2 separate regions of the Gossypium hirsutum genome follow, and region 1 is linked to region 2. Evidence: chromatin contacts called from public Hi-C data. All regions are on one chromosome and are shown on one strand. The core of a region is the stretch at or near the end of the contact, and the rest is flanking DNA. Distances in the headings are between cores, read along the strand shown. Region 1 holds the start of LOC107953010 (putative expansin-A17). Region 2 has its middle 4.9 kb from the start of LOC107956490.

Evidence for each region. A called contact is a pair of places that touch in the nucleus more often than the background predicts.
Region 1: a contact with region 2 is called in a Hi-C map of leaf, with 2.1 times the contacts expected there. The contact joins the promoter of LOC107953010 here to the enhancer-like site in region 2. A contact is called at or near these places in 2 of 34 Hi-C or Micro-C datasets (both in leaf).

The regions. Positions count from the first base shown.
Region 1 is chrA07:28,417,132-28,422,102 of Gossypium_hirsutum_v2.1, forward strand. It overlaps LOC107953010 (putative expansin-A17), which reads right to left and starts at 2,673. Exons shown (of 4, transcript XM_016888237.2): 1 at 1,925-2,673; 2 at 1-1,391. The coding sequence starts at 98. It also overlaps the pseudogene LOC107953011.
Region 2 is chrA07:28,251,984-28,257,570 of Gossypium_hirsutum_v2.1, forward strand. No RefSeq gene overlaps it. Among protein-coding and RNA genes, the nearest start is that of LOC107956490, 4.9 kb to the right of the region's middle. Within about 2 kb of position 1,923, at least 5 of the 9 cell types and tissues checked have an H3K27ac peak or open chromatin away from gene starts, as enhancers often do. A contact at or near this core is called in leaf, where this site is marked.

The DNA of each region.
Region 1 (4,971 bases), core at 1,423-3,922, 170 kb after region 2:
GGGAACCAAACTGGAGCAGTTCCTGCTATGTTAAATCTAGTGGAAAAATATAACCCCACAAGGAGTATCGCAGTAGTGAATTGATAGGAACTCTCCATTATTCTATTTCTTTTCTCCGTTTCCTCTAAAAACAAAAGGATTGTTTCTTTTCAATGGTAATGCGCGTAGAGCTAAGAATGAGTTTGATGCAGCAAAGGGAGAATCCTATATATTTATAATCACTGCTGGACCACTAGGTAGTTGATAGAAAAGATTGTTGATGGAATTTTTTAACATTAAGATATCATTGCTCTATGATGATCCATATATGATAAAAATAACCGTAAATCATGATGTCATACGGAAAATCTCATTTTATATTCAAACCCATGTGACAGTAGTTAAGAACCTTGATGCTGCACTTGAGTTTCCAATCTATGCAGTCTTGGGTTAAGGTGAAATATAATATTGTCAAGCTAAATGCATCATCGAATTTTCGTTTTATCAAAAGTAGAAGTATTCAATCATTAATATTGCCTTGTTACAATATAACCAAAAAGAAAAAGGAATCATCTTGGAACTTCTAAATTCTACAAATGGAATTATTAGGGTAAGAAAAAAATCAACCATCAATTTATCAAAACTGAACCCTGAAAAGATCAGATGCAATACCACACGACAAACCTTTTATGTCAATTCCTTATATTTAAAAGTTCTAATACTAATTTTATCAACATGTGTGAAAAAAAAAGAGAGATTGGGAAAAAAAGGAGAGAGAAAATTGGGAAGATTATAATCCATATGGACAGATCACTGCATCAAAAAATTATTTAGCTGTTGAATAATATAAATAATAAAGAAAATACACCGACAAGATCCTGTTGAGATTAGATCGAAGCAGGCTCTAATTATAATTGGCAATGACAAGTGATTTCCTACTTAATTTCATGGGATTCAGACGGTGCTGGGATTTTTATGTAAATTCAATGTATTATACTATCCGTGGTACCATATAAATCTGCAGTACAGTAGTGCTTCAAATTGTCAAGCAGGCAATATAAAATTACAAGAGGAGTTTAAATAGTTTCTAGGCAGAAACCATATGCTTTAAATCTTGTAATCCATTTCTTAATTTCTGCAACTACGATTTTCAACAGTTACGAAATTCTGCAAGTGCAACCTATATTATCTGCACTCAGATGACTGTTAGATGCAGATTTAGGTTCGAACATGAATATGTTGATATATGACTTTCAAAAACAAAAGGATTATACCTTCTATAGGCATATAAAAAAATGGAAAGTCCAAAAACGTAGACTGCTACTAAAGAATCAAAGTCAACTAACCTATAATTAATCCACGTTTATACAGGTTTTGTAGCAGCAGTACATTGCAATGCAACCATCATGAATCTGCAATTGTTGTAGCCTTATTTTTATACAAGAAAAACAGGCAATAAATACATATTCTATGGTTGATAAGTACAACCATATATCATGGCATGTCTTAAGGGACATACATCTATATAGCACATGGGTGATACCATGCCATCTCTTACTAAACTTTTCATCTAAAAAAATTGCTCACACGTGGCTTCACGTTCATAAATTTAATTGGTTGTTAAGGGAATTTGTATTTAATTTTTATTACTATAAGAAAAAAAGTGAAATCAAGAGGGCTACCTTTTAAAGAGGCTTTTACATTGTAAATTCTATCTACCAAACAAGTAATTAAGAATGGGATACCTTAGGCACGTATTGATTTTCATCATATTAGCTGATATCAAGAAAGCATATAAAAACAGCAGCGAATGGATTTAATTATTATTCCAACCAGAAACTACTAAAAAATCTGGAAACCATCTAACCTCAACAAATCACTTAACTTCTATGTTCAAGAACAAATGTACATGGAATTTGAAATGGAATACAATACGAGAGTTTACCTTTCAAGAATCAAATATAGGATTCTGAAGCAAAAAACGAGCATTATTCAACAGAGCACTAGCCTCCTCGTTTGATGCATCTACTAATCTCAGTTCCTTGATCTCTTCCTGCCATTTCTTCATCTGCTCTCTATGTATCCCAAAACAAAACCATAAATCTAAATTTAGAAAGAAAAAAAAAGGAAAGAATCTCATCCATCTATAGATTATAGAATAGAGATCAGCCGTTGTTCAAATTCATTGCTCAGTTCCTTGAACATTGTCTCCCTTGATTCCAATAGCTCCGAAACCTCCATAAGTTAAATGAAAACAAATAGTTATATAATTTATGAACAACTGCGTATATAAACCAGAAAGGACTGTGATTAATAATGCTTATGGTTGCCAATTGTGTAAAGCGCTCGATCCTTTCAAGAATATGAGAGATATTCAGTTCCATTTCTTCTAATCCAGCAAGGTGTGTCTCAGATTGTTCTTTCTCTATTACTTCCATAACATTTTCATTGCTAATTTGATCTTAATTTGATTGATGAACAAAATAAAAATCAAAGAGGCTTTACGTTTGGTTTCATGCGTATCCTCAAAGCTTCATTCCTTTCACTTTCCATCTCAACACCATCATGAAATCCAGCAAACAAAAGGGATTGAAAAATATTCCTTTTAATAAAACTCACCCAACAAATCATTGAGAAAAACTTACCTGAAAGAGAGAGCAAGATAGAGTTTGGAAATTGGAAAGACACTCGGTTTTTTCAAATTTGAAAATCAGGAATGCGCGCGAATTTTATGTAATTTGGGTTTTAAATTGGGTTCAGTGGCAAAACGGGTCGGATCCGAGGGATGGTCCGCAAGAAAGATTATGATTGGGCCTTTTTAAGGGCGAAGAAGGAGATTTATTTTTGTATTTTTGTGGGTTAAAATTCAAACCTAACCCATTTAAAAATAAAACTAAAATCCAAAGCTTAATACAAAACTAATCTTCAACCAAAGATATTTGACCTTTTTTTTCTTATTCTTCTATTTAATCATATTATTGGCTTTATTTTTCTTTTCGTTTGGACTTTTAATCAATAACGACAGATCTTGATTACATATAATTACATATAATTGCAAATATAGTAAAAAAAAGAAAAAGAAAAAAGAAAGAATATACGAATGGCATAATTACATTAGTTAATTAAATTGGTGACTAATACAAGTTGACACAAACTAAAGGAGGTAAATGTGATGGAAAAAGGAAAATAGTACTGAAAAGGAGTTTGTTTGAGTTTAATTCCCTAGACACTCATGCACTCTACAGTCCTATGTTCACACTTTGGAACTTTACCCAATCTTCCTTCTCCATCTGTTTTCTAATTTCTTCTCTTTGACGGTTCATTTCGTTGTCACCTTTTACACTTCTGCAGTTCCCCAGTTTCACACTTCAAATCAAACTCCTTCTACCTTTCGAGTTCCAGCCCGCCCATATCTCCATATCTCCATGTTTAAATTCTCGCTTCACTTTTCAGCCCCCTACAGCTTCTTTTTCTTCATTTTTTATTCCTTTCGTCGTTTGAAACTTGAAACGGAAACCTCCATCAGGGCAGCAGAAATATGCCACCCGCACCCAAGTTTCAAAAACATCGTCTTTCACTTATTACACTTCTCTTCTCTGTTCTTGCTGGTCTATTGGTGTGCAAGGCAGTTAGCTTGGCAGCTGTTTTAAGTGATAAAGATGCTTTACTGCAACTCAAATCTGCTATAGTTGAAGACCCACTAGGGTTCACTTCTAGTTGGAACCCAAATGATAAAGACCCTTGCCTTTGGCATGGTGTTTCTTGTGACCCACTTAAAGGTCGAGTCATCACCCTTAATCTTTCCTCTAACCTCAATTCTACATGTTCTGTGCTTCAACTCTCGGCATCAAAAACAGCAGAAGTGAAGGGTGATCAAGTTAGAGGTAATTTTACTTTGCTATATCCTTGTTTGCATGTTGATGTTGATGACAATATTTCATTTGTTGGATTGAGGGGTAGGTTATCTCCTGCTATTGGCCACCTTACAAAGCTTAGAGTTTTGTCACTTGGGTTCAATGAATTCTTTGGTGAGCTGCCTTTAGAAATGGGAAAGCTTAATCTTTTGGAAGTTCTTGATTTAGGTTTTAATGCTTTTCATGGTCCTATACCAGCCGCCTTAAAGAAGTGCACTTCATTGAGGGTTATTAATTTATCTGGGAATCAATTGAATGGAACCATTCCTGCAATTTTTGGGCCGATTACAAGTTTTCAAGTTGTTGACTTTTCTTTCAATAAATTGAGTGGTGAAATTCCAAATGAGTTAGGCGAAAATTGTGGGAGTCTAATGCATCTCCATCTTGCAAGTAATGAGCTTTCAGGTTCAATTCCGTCCAACTTGGGTAACTGTGGTGAGCTCAAGTCTTTGATACTGTCTTCTAATATATTGCAAAATGATATTCCTTCAAGTCTTGGTAAACTCGAGAATCTTGAAGCGTTGGACTTGTCCAGGAATTTCTTGAGTGGACTTGTACCGCCGACTTTGGGGGATTGTAAGCAGTTGAAATTGCTTGTGTTGAAGAACAAGAATGGTCCTCTGTTTTCAAGAAAAGGCTCCAGCTTTATGTTTCATCAAGAGGAGTACGGGGAGGGAGATTACAATTTTTTTGAGGGTGAACTGCCTGAGAGTATTGTTAAACTTTACGGTATCCATGTCCTTTGGCTGCCAAACGTGAATTTGGAAGGCATTTTTCCGCAGACTTGGGGATCATGTTCTAACTTGAAAATGTTGAATGTAGCACAAAATTTCTTGACTGGACAAATACCTGCGTCCTTTGGTAATTGTAAGAACTTGTATTTCCTTGATTTGAGCTCCAATAACTTGTCTGGTTCGCTTCCAGCTGCAATTCCTGTTCCATGCATGGTTGTATTCAATATCAGCCAAAATTCCTTGTATGGGAACATTTCAAGATTTTCTCATGGTGAGTGCTCTAATGGTTCCTTGAATTTGTCAATGTCATATATGGACCTGGTTGGATTGTACTCTTCTTTCTT
Region 2 (5,587 bases), core at 673-3,172:
GAAATAGACTTCTACTAATTCAACAAGAGTTTCACTTATTCTCCTTATAAATAGATGGCACCGGTAGAGCTAAAACACACAACTTTAAGATATTGTTATTTTGTCCGAAAATGGTAAGAATTTATTTTAAGTATAAATTCTATTTTTTGGCATAACAATTTTACCGGTTTCTATTAAAAAGAGAATTTTGTTTTCCCGCTGAAAGTAAAATAAATAATTTCTAGTTCTGTGTTTGATTCGAATTCGTTCGAGCCTACACTCGAAGCAGTTCGTGGTACAAGAATAACAGAGAAGGTCGTTTGGTTAAAAGTCGGGAATGACAAGGATCCATATAGCCAAAAACACAGGTGCGATTTCAATAAAAGGTTTATTGTTATAAATATCACATATTGACTCGGTTATCAAATTTTTAATTTTCCACCGTATAAAAAAGCCGCTTTCGAACTGAATTTTTCCCAACACTAAATATATGATAATCCCACACAATAGCTATTTCGTTTAACCCCTATTGCATACCTTACTGGTGATGAAAATAAGTATAAAATAAAGTGGCATCTGCAATGAGTTTTGCTCGAATTCGCCATCTTTAAGTTAACCGCCACAAGTTTCAAGAACATTTTTTAGTTATTATATTTTGATATTTAATTTTTTTTTAAATTGATATCTAAATTTTATTTCAATATTCAATTTGATATCTAGATCGAATGGTATCATATGGTCTAATGAATGTTTGAAAAATGTGTTCTAGTAAAAATATATTAGTACTTAAATGTAAAAAGAAAAAAAAATTAAGTACCAAATTAAACGTTGAAATTAATGGCGAAACCACATGTTGAGTTAACCCCAAAAAAATTTCTAAAAAAATATTTCTTAATAAAAAAATATAAATAATAAATTGAGTTATTGACCCACAAAATTATTTGAAAAACACCCACTAAAATTAAAAATTAAATATTTTCTTATTCTCTTTAAACATTCATTATTTTTTTTCTCAAACTTTTCTTATTCTCTCACACTTTATCCATAATTTTTATAAAATAGATTATCAGTCTTTTAATGCTTTTAAGTAGGTTTCTCTAATTTGATAACTATTCTTCTTTTCTTTTCAAGCTTTGATGTCTAAAAAATTAAAATTGTGACTTTACTTGTTATACATTAGAATTTTTATGTAAGATTAAGTTTTTATTGATGGAATGATTTGGGGATATTAGTTTTTGTATGAGATCACTAATATCTTGATTGACTTATATTTTTTAGATAACATTAATACAAATCCTTAAAGAAATTAAGCTTGATTGTTCTATAATCTCATATTTCTTAAATATAGATTAAAAATTAGCATTTTTGGTTAAAAATTATTATTGGTTTGATTTTGTGCATCTTTTGTTTGTGTTCGTCTGGTGTTTTACACAATGCATTCTCATGGCACTAAAAAGTATTTAATTAACTTTTATTGTTGTGAAGGGATAAAATAATATTAAAATAAATTTCAAATGTCAAATTAAACATTGAAATCAAATTCAAGTAGTAAATAATATATATTTTTTTCTCTAACAGATCCTAATAGTAACAGTGTAAGCCTTCAAGTTTGGTGTTTGTAAGCCCAGTCCAAGGCTCATAATTGCTAATTTCAGAGCTGCAAATATATTTCATTTTATGGGTTGAAAAAACTTGGTAGCATCGCGGAACAAGCTAAAATTGTGAGAAATCGATAATAATGGGATAAACCAAGCAGAATTAGGATGACAGAGTCTTAAAAGGAATAGGATGAGAACATGAGAAGTGAATCATGATGAGATTAGACGACAGATTTATAAACCAGTTCCTTCTTGTTTGCCAAAGTTCCTGAGTCAGTGAGCCTCTAATTTAGCCCAACACGGTTAGCCCAATTCCAAACAGAAATAATGGATTCATTTTCCCTGTCTGGATTCAAATTTAACTCAAGTCACTCAAATAGTACCATATTTACCTAAATGATCATCAGTAATATATATCTCTTTCATTTCTACTATTACTTTTACCTACCTTTTCTCTTTTCTTCCGACAGGATACCCAAGTGAAATTAGTTTCCCAGTTGACATGCTGCTCTTTTATCGCTTTTTTTAATCTTCTGACTTTTCGCTCCTTCAGTCAATGCCACTCCGCTCCTCATCAAACGGCTCATGTTGCGTATGTATATTATTATTATTCTGAACTGGAAAGGGTAATATATATCAATCAAACGCATTGTCCTTGTCACTCCCACTTTCTATTTTATCTTCAAAATCCTGCCCCTTCTTAATTATTGCCTCTGACAATGAAATTTAATGAAGGATGTTTTTATTTCAACCCTGGAGAACAAAGCAGTTGCATCCTGGGAAAATAATCTAACATCAAGATGATATATAATTAGCAATTCAGGAAAGAAAAAAAGAAGAAGAAAGGGGGGGGGTTCAATGATGTAATAATATGTGATGAAAGTTGACTATCGTTTTCCACTACATAATAAAAAAAGAGAGGGAGATGTAATTATGCAAAAGTTAATGGAAAACAAAACAGGGATTTTAGTTTGACAAAGCAAGACAAGGGCCTTTAATCAACTTGCCAAAGCCTTTTTATAATTATGTTAATCCCCCCTTGTTAAGGCTTTGTTGCTTGTGTGATTAAAGTCAGTTTCCCCCATCATGTTTTTGGTCTCTTTAAATCAGTTAAAAGCATATCCCTTATGTAATTTTTTGACATTTTTATTTAGGAGGGTGAATCATGGTTTTCAGTTGTGACTAACTCATAAAAGATTCAGGGCTTGTCTATTTCACTAATTATGATGCCAATTTCACTTTTAAAAAATAAACAGCTTAATTATTAGTTGTTGAAAGGCGAGCTTAAGAGGTGGAAGACGATAACGATAAGGTCAATTGGTACAGGTTAAACTGAAATCAGCGTTAGTTTGAGTGTTTAATAGAGATGTATATGACAAATGCATGTGCTTATGTTGCCTTTAAATGTTAATGGGGCTGGTTTAGTGGGATACATTAAGGGTCATCCTGAATAGACCCCTCTCTCTAGGCACTTAAGGGAGGAACGTGATGTGCTTCAAAACAAGAAAAGGTGAAGAAACAACACTGTGGGTCATTATTCTGTAAAATATATTTTGTCCAATTATTTGCCCCTTAACATCAAGTTTTAGATTGCGATTTCCTACAAGTTACATTAACTTTCATTTATATTTCATTCAGAAATGTGACATACATAAAAAGTTTTGTTTTAAATTCACTAGTAACTTATACGTAAATTAGCAAAAAAAAAAAAGGGTTTGTTTGTGAAATTATTAAGGACTTTAATCAGTGAAATTATTAGGGACTTTAATAAGGACTTAGCATAATGTCTAATCCCATTATCCCAAAATGATAGTTGATCTTTCTTGTCGATTGGTTGTCATTGTTTTGAAAAGATAATGAAAATGTGATGTGAGACACCTCTTCTTCTTTCGTTCAAAGGCAAATAGATGCCATTTCATATTTCAAACAATTTGTTGATTACAAATCTTCAATATCGTTCGCTAATATCTCATCAACCATTACTCAAGTTCCCCTTATTGAGTCAATTAATGGTTGATATTCATCTTTCTTTTAATCTAGATGAATCATGACGTTTTGGTTATATATAACTATATGTATGTGTGTATATCTATACATAGACAATCATTTTAATTTGTTCTTCCTTCGAATAAAAGAAAACACACTCCATGATTTCTATTTTTCTATTTTTCTATTTTCTCTATTTTAATAATCATAGCTTAAGATAATTTAGGGTTTAGAATTTAGAATAATTATGTTTGATCGTAACTTCGTCATAATTTTTATTTTATTTTTATATTATACGATAATCATCAAATTTTAATTCTAGTTTTTGTTTAATCTTCTATATAATTATATATAAAAAAAAGTTACACCATATAGAAAAGTAGTTTAATTTTAAATTTGGTTTCTATTAATATGTCTAAATTTGATATTTAATTTCTACATTTTTTAAAATATTATTTAGTCCAAAATAATTAATATCTTTGACTTTTCAATTAAAATGTTACATGATTATATATAATTTGTAAATCCTGAGGTCTTGGAGACTAACATGTCGCTCCGGTTCTTTTTGGGTTTGCTTTGCTATTTTATTAGATTATAAGACAATGATCAAATTATAATTTTGGCCATTATATTAAGTTAAAACTTGAGATTTAATTTATATTTTTTAAAGTTTCACATAATTCGGTCCATTTACTTTTATAATATCATTAGTTAGTATAAAGAAGTAATATTGTAAACTATTTCAATGTTAATATAAATTTTTCTTAAAGAAGATTATTGCAAAAAGAAAATATTTTATCATTACCAGATTTGATAAGTGTTTTTAAAAAAAAAAGCACATAAATATCTTCAACATTATTTTTATTATTACATACCAGATAATAACTGAAAAACTTAAAATTACTTTATAATTAAACAGAAAGTTTTGGTGAATATAAATCGTATTGGGAGTGGCCTCATCAGGACACTATCTTTTTTTTAAAAAAAAAAAAAATCTTTTTACAAAATCCTCAATCATTTATATCCTTTTCAGTATATTCAAGTTGATCGATATTCAACGCAGAAATTTTGAATAAAATAATAATAATCTCGTATTATAACAAATCATGGATAAATTAACAAATAATTTTAAAATTTCTAACGAATGCACCTCATCAATATATTAAATGTGAAGAAGATTTAAAATTGCTGTTGTGCGAAAAGAGTAAAAGAAGGGTAAATTATTGTACTAGAAAACAGTATTAGATTTAATTTTCAATAAAGATTAGATAGGTCACAGATGATTCCACTTAAAATTCAATCTCTTAAATAAAATCTCCTTCCAATATGATTTAATACCATAATATATTACTGTAAATGTACTCTACAAAATATTAAACAAAAACCAATAAAGAACACTGGAATTTTAATGAAGTTTGATAAATTACACTTACATCCTTGAACACTACTATATATATTTTACTGCAAAAGATATAAATGAAAAACTACAAATAGAAAGAGGGAAAATTGCCTTATGAAGGAAATGAAAATTTTAGGGATTATTTAAAGGTGGAGAAACCACCTCTATTTATAGTAGCACTACCACTCCACAACCTCGTATTTTTTAAATGTAGGGTTGTGCTATTTCAACAATTAAGCATAAATTTTGATCAAATATATAATTTGATACATGAATTTTAACTTGATGCAATTATATATATAAAACTTTTATTGTGCTTAAATATATAATAAAACTTTTTATTTTGATTTAATTATATACATTTAAAGAAATAAATATATTTATTTATTTTATATTAAATAAAAATATTTATTTATTTATGTACTATATAAACATAAAACAATGTTCAATGTTATATTAATAATTATATATATTATAAGTGGCTTGTGATTGAATAAAATATTTTATATATAAAAATTAAAATCAAATTTTATATATAATATGAGGCATTTCAATAAAAATTCATTATTAATTTTAAAAGTTGTCTTATTAAATATGAATTATAATAATATTTTATTTATTAAAG